Linked DNA regions of Zea mays: region 1 is linked to region 2. A link is a contact called in public Hi-C data. All regions are on one chromosome and are shown on one strand. Each heading gives the region's core, a stretch centred on a gene start, on an enhancer-like site or on the middle of the called end of the contact. The rest is flanking DNA. Distances are from core to core; before and after follow the strand shown.

Region 1 (2,774 bases), core at 175-2,674, 150 kb before region 2:
CACGTTGGTATTTTTGCTTTCCTTCAAGCCGAAGGTACATTTGTAACCTGTTATCATTTCTACGATAATGAAATAGAAATGAGTTAATAATAATAATCATGTGTTTAAATTATTTTACATATTTTTTACCCTTCCTCGTTATTTGTTGTGTTTATGAAGGTATGACCTTCATAACCTTCGTCCGGAATCCATTATATCCCAAGGAAAATAATGCTTCGAAGGACGAAGGACTATAACATTTAACAATTTCTATGTTGCCTTGTTCTTAATTCATAACATTTGAGAACAAGTCCCCAACACATATGGACTTATATTTCATTATGATGTGAAAACAATTTGCAAGTATGTGTGATATGTTGTTTTACTAAACGACTTGACCAATCTATATTTTCGTTACAAAACGACTAAAAATTAGTTATCATAGTTATAATTGATATTAAACGCAAAGAAAATCATACAGAGCATCGAGGTAGCAAACTCACGTAAAAAGTATCATGGTTGGCCGGAACACGACCCAGTTTTAATTTTTCCCTTATTTTTTTTATAAAAGTCTATATTATACTTAGTATAAAATATAAAACGAAAAATATGTGTCATGTTAGCTAGATAGATGTGAGTTTAAAGCAAACAACCATGGTTCAAATGATATTCACATTTACATACTTGCACAGCTGTGCACATGCAAGCTTTGCATGGAGCGAAGGCGTTTGCATGCATGGTTGCATGCACCAGTTTAGTTGCATATTTTCATGCGTAATGCGTGTGTGGGTTTAGAGGTTGCATGCAGACTGGGACCGGCTGCATGCGTGGCCACGCACGGGGATGCCGCACAGACGCCGCGTAGAGGATTGCATGTAGATTGGGGCCGGTTACATGCGTGGCGCACGGGACGCCGTGCACAGGATTACATGCGCGCAGAGGATGAAGCGGGGGCACGGCTGTGGTCTACATTAGCCTTTTAATAGTTAGTAGAGATTTTATTTTATCTACTATGTAGCCTTTTTTCAATATTTCATGAGACGGTCTAATGGTATATTTTGGTGTGCAATATTATTATTATAAGAGCGTGATATCATTTTATTTGATTTAAATGGTCTAATACGGGTTATTAATACAAATTTTTTTAACTGAAACAAGGTGGTTACATGGTATAAATATAATTGTGGAGAACGACTGTCTTGTGTTCAAGTTTTGACACTCACTATTTTTCACTTGTTCGGCCCATGTGAAGGAGTAGTTTTGATGAGCGAATGCGCGCAAGCTGCGGAGTGGGCCGGCCCATGCGCGGGAGGAAACGCGAGACAAGAGATCGTACCATGTGCTGATTTGCAGGATTGGATTTTGGGTCCGCGAGGTGCATCGTGCCGATGACGACCCAGCGGGGCATAACAGGACCCTTCGACGGCCCACCAGGTGGGTGGGTCAGTCCGTCAGTGTGGTGGTCAGAGAGAAAAGATGAAAAAAAAGAATAATTCATTGGAGCCGCACGTCTCCTTCCGGCCTTCCCCGACGATGCCGCTGCCGCCGGGAGGAACGGATGGATCCCATTGGCTTGCCACCACCACTGCCCGCTTCGGTTCCTATTCCCGCTCGCTACGGCCCCAGTCGCGCTCCTCACCGGCCGGCACCACCCCGCCCGCCCTCGCCTTTTGCCTGCCGAGGTAATCTGGAGACCTGCGATCCCCTCGCGCGCAGACACGACGCGCTTTCGTTTCTGTCCCGTGGTGGTTAGCTCGTTCGCATCTCACTGTCGATATGTTTTATGATGAACGATTTTGCTGATATATCTTGATCTGTTGTATTTGTAATGTTTGGATCGGATGGATCTTGGCCCACTGCTTTGATGTAGGTAGGATTTAGTTACCCGATTTGTTCTCTAAGCCACAAAACTGAGGCAGCCAGACAGGGGTGACCGGCTGACCGCGTTTTATGCCTTGATCGTCAGTGTCGTCACCGTGTTTCTGCACTAAAAAAGAAGAAGCTGGAAGCATCTCACGTTACCAAACGCACATTCTTGCTAATTCGATTGCCCTCCCCCATCAGCGTTGATCAACGAGTGAATCTACCTGATCCAATGGTTAAGTAAACCGTGTTTGTGGGTTTTGTTGTTTTCTTCAGTATGGCCCTGAGTTAGGATGCTAGTGTCAAGCTGTTCAACTATGTTTAATGCTGACCTGTTAGGAACTACTACTTGTTTTTCACATCGAAAAAATCGACTCCGAAAATTTGCATTGCATCACCCCCTTCTCTTTCGCATGCCGAAGAGAGCTGCTGACACGCTTAGCATATGTTGCTTTCTAGATTGAATATACCTAATTCTCTACGCCACACAGAGCAAGTGTTTTCACATATTGAAATCCAATTTCACCACTCTGCTAAAGAAAACAACTGCTGATCGAAACTTTGGTGCAGATTTAGGCCTGGCATTCTAGCAATGCAGAAGAAGTGATCTTATAATCATAAAAGATAACAATGGGGATATCCAAGGTGACCGGCATCTCTGCGACAGCTTTTCTTGTCACATCTGTTGGTCTGTACCAGCTCGGCATGAGAATTATTGTGCTTCCTTTCCTAGCCACCAGTATTGTTGCTTCTGTTGTCACTGTTGCATCCCATGATGCCATCAACCTACCGTGGATCCTGGGGAAGAACTCAGTGGGAAGGTTTCCTCTTTGGTCAGTTATACTGTTTGGTCCTTTCTTGACGCTTGCTCGGACATATGCAATGGTTAAGAGATACATGAGGAAAGAGTCCGTGTATGACAAGATTGTGGA
Region 2 (2,922 bases), core at 214-2,713:
GGAGGCTGCCTAGGTGATCGTTGGGCTTGGGTGGGCTAGATGGGTTGGTATGGACAATCGCCACATGAGACTAGGAGACTGAGAGTGGCTACGTATGCGGGCCTAAACTAGCCTTTAGGGCCCAGTATGAGCGCGTGTGGCACCTATGGCGACGGTGATACTTGGTCGTAAAATTACGACAGGGCCTCGTCAGCTCTAGCTGTGTGCTCATCCCGGCCCAACTTCCCATCGATCAGTATTTGAACTGAAAATTGCTGCCGTTTTTGTCATTGCATTGATTTCCAGCTAGGCTAGAGGCGCGCACCACCAACCACTGCGGAGTCTCTTTCAGTGATGCGATCGAGTGGACGTGGTTGTGGTGATCATGGCAAGCACAGACCTTGGTGGCGAACCAAGTATCTTCAGTATTGAAAGCCATGAACTAATATACGGTTCTCGGGTCCGATTTTCTTATGAATTCAATCATTCTTTTCTAAAATACAATAAAACTCTCGCCGTCTTAAAGATAGGACTGAGAATTAGTAAACACCAAATATATAAGAAGCAGCTTATATATATATATGGATCCCTTGGGATTGTAACTGTGATGACTGAATCACTGATTAGGACACATAGTATATAGTATACATGCATAAAGGACTTGCTTGATTTCCAGGATCATCTTTACCTCTTCTTTACAAGCACACGTAGGCAGCAAGAAAAGATGAAGAGAATCCCTATCTCAAAACTCCTACCAATACTATCTTTCTCTCTATATATATGTGTATATAATGTTATACCCAGCACACACATGTTTTGCTTACGCTTATTCCCAAAAAGTATCTTGTGTACTCCAGTGTAGTGTAGGCACGACCGTCACTGATCCAGTGACTTCCACAAGCTAGAGCTAGACATCTGAACGACCGATGCCAGGCGCTGTCGTACGTGCATGCTAGAGATCGCTGCCTTCCGGTATGCTCTCGAGCGCCGGCCGCCACCCTCCGCAGCAGACCTCCTCCAGTTCTCGATTGCGCAGCACGAGAGACGACACCACGTCGTCCAGCGACACGCCCTCCCTGTCGAGCATCTTCTTCAGCTCCTGCTTGCTGATCACCAGCTTCACCCTGACGACGGCAGCGGCGCCAGCTGCAGCAGCGTCGGCGTCGACGATGACATCGTCGGCCGCCTTACTCAAGCTGCCCGGCGGGGATGGCATCTTGAGGACCTCGCCGCCGCCGCCGCCCATGCTCATGATCTTGATCTCCTTCCTGTCTTGAATCACCAGGCAGTTTCCCATGATGATGGCAGGCAAGCTAGCTGGTCAAAGAGGTAGCTGCAAAGGAGCTACACACACGCAAGACCTATAGAGAATTGTGGCAAGAGTTCTGAAGCTCTCTCTAGCTGTTCTTGTAAGTTGGAAAGAACAAGATCACAAGTGTTTTTTTCTTTCTTTCACAATTGTGTGTGCACGCTAGTGGTGTAGGGGGTTGCACTTGCACGCAGTGGTGGATTGTTATATAGTATACGCACTAGTATATTTTTTAGTTTAAATGGAATATAATGCTCTATGAAAATCTGACACAAAGGTCCAAGTGCATATTGCATGAATGCCACCGGCCGGCCGACCAGTGGATGTTGCTTCGTGTATGGTAAAGCTAGCTATGATGGCTAGCCCACTCTCTCGAGAACTTTTGTTCCTCGCTGTGTTCTTGACTTGGTGTTGACACGCTTTGTGTCAGGTCGATCGATCAATAAAATGCTGTGTGGCGCGTGTGCCCGGTGCATTCACACACATAAATTGTCTATTTTTTTTATAAAACCTCGCAGAAATTATGTAATTCTTTACAAGAATAGAGGACAGACACGTACGTACCAGGCAAAGTGGCAGAAACACAAGACTGGAATATATATTGATCTTCTCCTTTACTGGCAAAGCTTGGAATGAAGTCAATAGGGCCATAGATAACACATCGATATATATGGGTTTGGTTAAATTCAGTAGTTGCCTATTTTCAAAGTCTAAACCACTACTGATATAATGTAACCCGTTAACCTTTGTATACACTCCTAATCACGCCTTTGCGATGATGAAAATAGTCTAAAATAACCTAGGAACGTACTGTATCTAAAACATACATAACTACTATTTACGAGGAAAAAAATAAAAAGATGTAGTTAATACCTAACCGGCGCCTAGATTTCCTACATTTACCGTTATAAAAATACCCTTAGGTACTCCTGGAATGCTTATCAGGCCCTTCTCAATGAAAGATTTCATATTTATGTTTCCTAAGTGCCACATCATCATGGAACGAATGCAACCATGCATGTATGAGACTTTTCATTGTCAGTGGACAGTTTCATTTGGTGTGGTTTCATCGGCAATATGCAAGACACAACATGTCTAGCTAGGTAACCGTGTATGCCTAGTTTCATTCCCATGAAACTCATTTTATCTCTCTCATAATAAATAGGCTACCATGTCACCAGATTTGATGATGTGTCACTGTATTTAACGAGAATGAAAATGATAATGGCCTAAATTGCCCACATTTATTGTCTGCTAATATAGGAGAAAGTAATTGATGTACGTTTTATATTCATGATATGTCACAGTATAAACTATGTATAATATATTTATTAAGAAGAGATGAGTTCCAGTTTCAACTAACACATCAGTGCTCTTTGGAAAATGCCAACATGGCTACCCCCCACTAAATGTGCTATCTAGAATTTGGAAGGACAGACGTCGGCACTATCAAGAACATGCTAAGGTAAGGGTGATGTCACAAAACATTAGGATGCAGGCGGGCCCCCATCCATGTTTGGTGTCTCTGCTAGCTTTTGGCAAGTGGCGGAGGTAAAGCGTCACTCGCCTCTCGCCAAATCTGTATCTGAAAACGAAATGAAATGCTGGTATGCGTGTGTGCGGGGGACAGACCG

What was found. A called contact is a pair of places that touch in the nucleus more often than the background predicts.
Region 1: a contact with region 2 is called in a Hi-C map of tassel, with 6 times the contacts expected there. The contact joins the promoter of LOC103647081 here to the promoter of LOC100278192 in region 2. A contact is called at or near these places in 6 of 25 Hi-C or Micro-C datasets (bundle sheath, ear, endosperm and 3 more).

The regions. Positions count from the first base shown.
Region 1 is chr2:147,912,848-147,915,621 of Zm-B73-REFERENCE-NAM-5.0, reverse strand. It overlaps LOC103647081 (Dual specificity protein phosphatase Diacylglycerol kinase catalytic region), which reads left to right and starts at 1,424. Exons shown (of 3, transcript NM_001301527.1): 1 at 1,424-1,661; 2 at 2,413-2,774. The coding sequence starts at 2,473.
Region 2 is chr2:147,767,161-147,770,082 of Zm-B73-REFERENCE-NAM-5.0, reverse strand. It overlaps LOC100278192, which reads right to left and starts at 1,463. Exons shown (of 1, transcript NM_001367309.1): 1 at 625-1,463. The coding sequence starts at 1,276. The coding sequence ends at 932.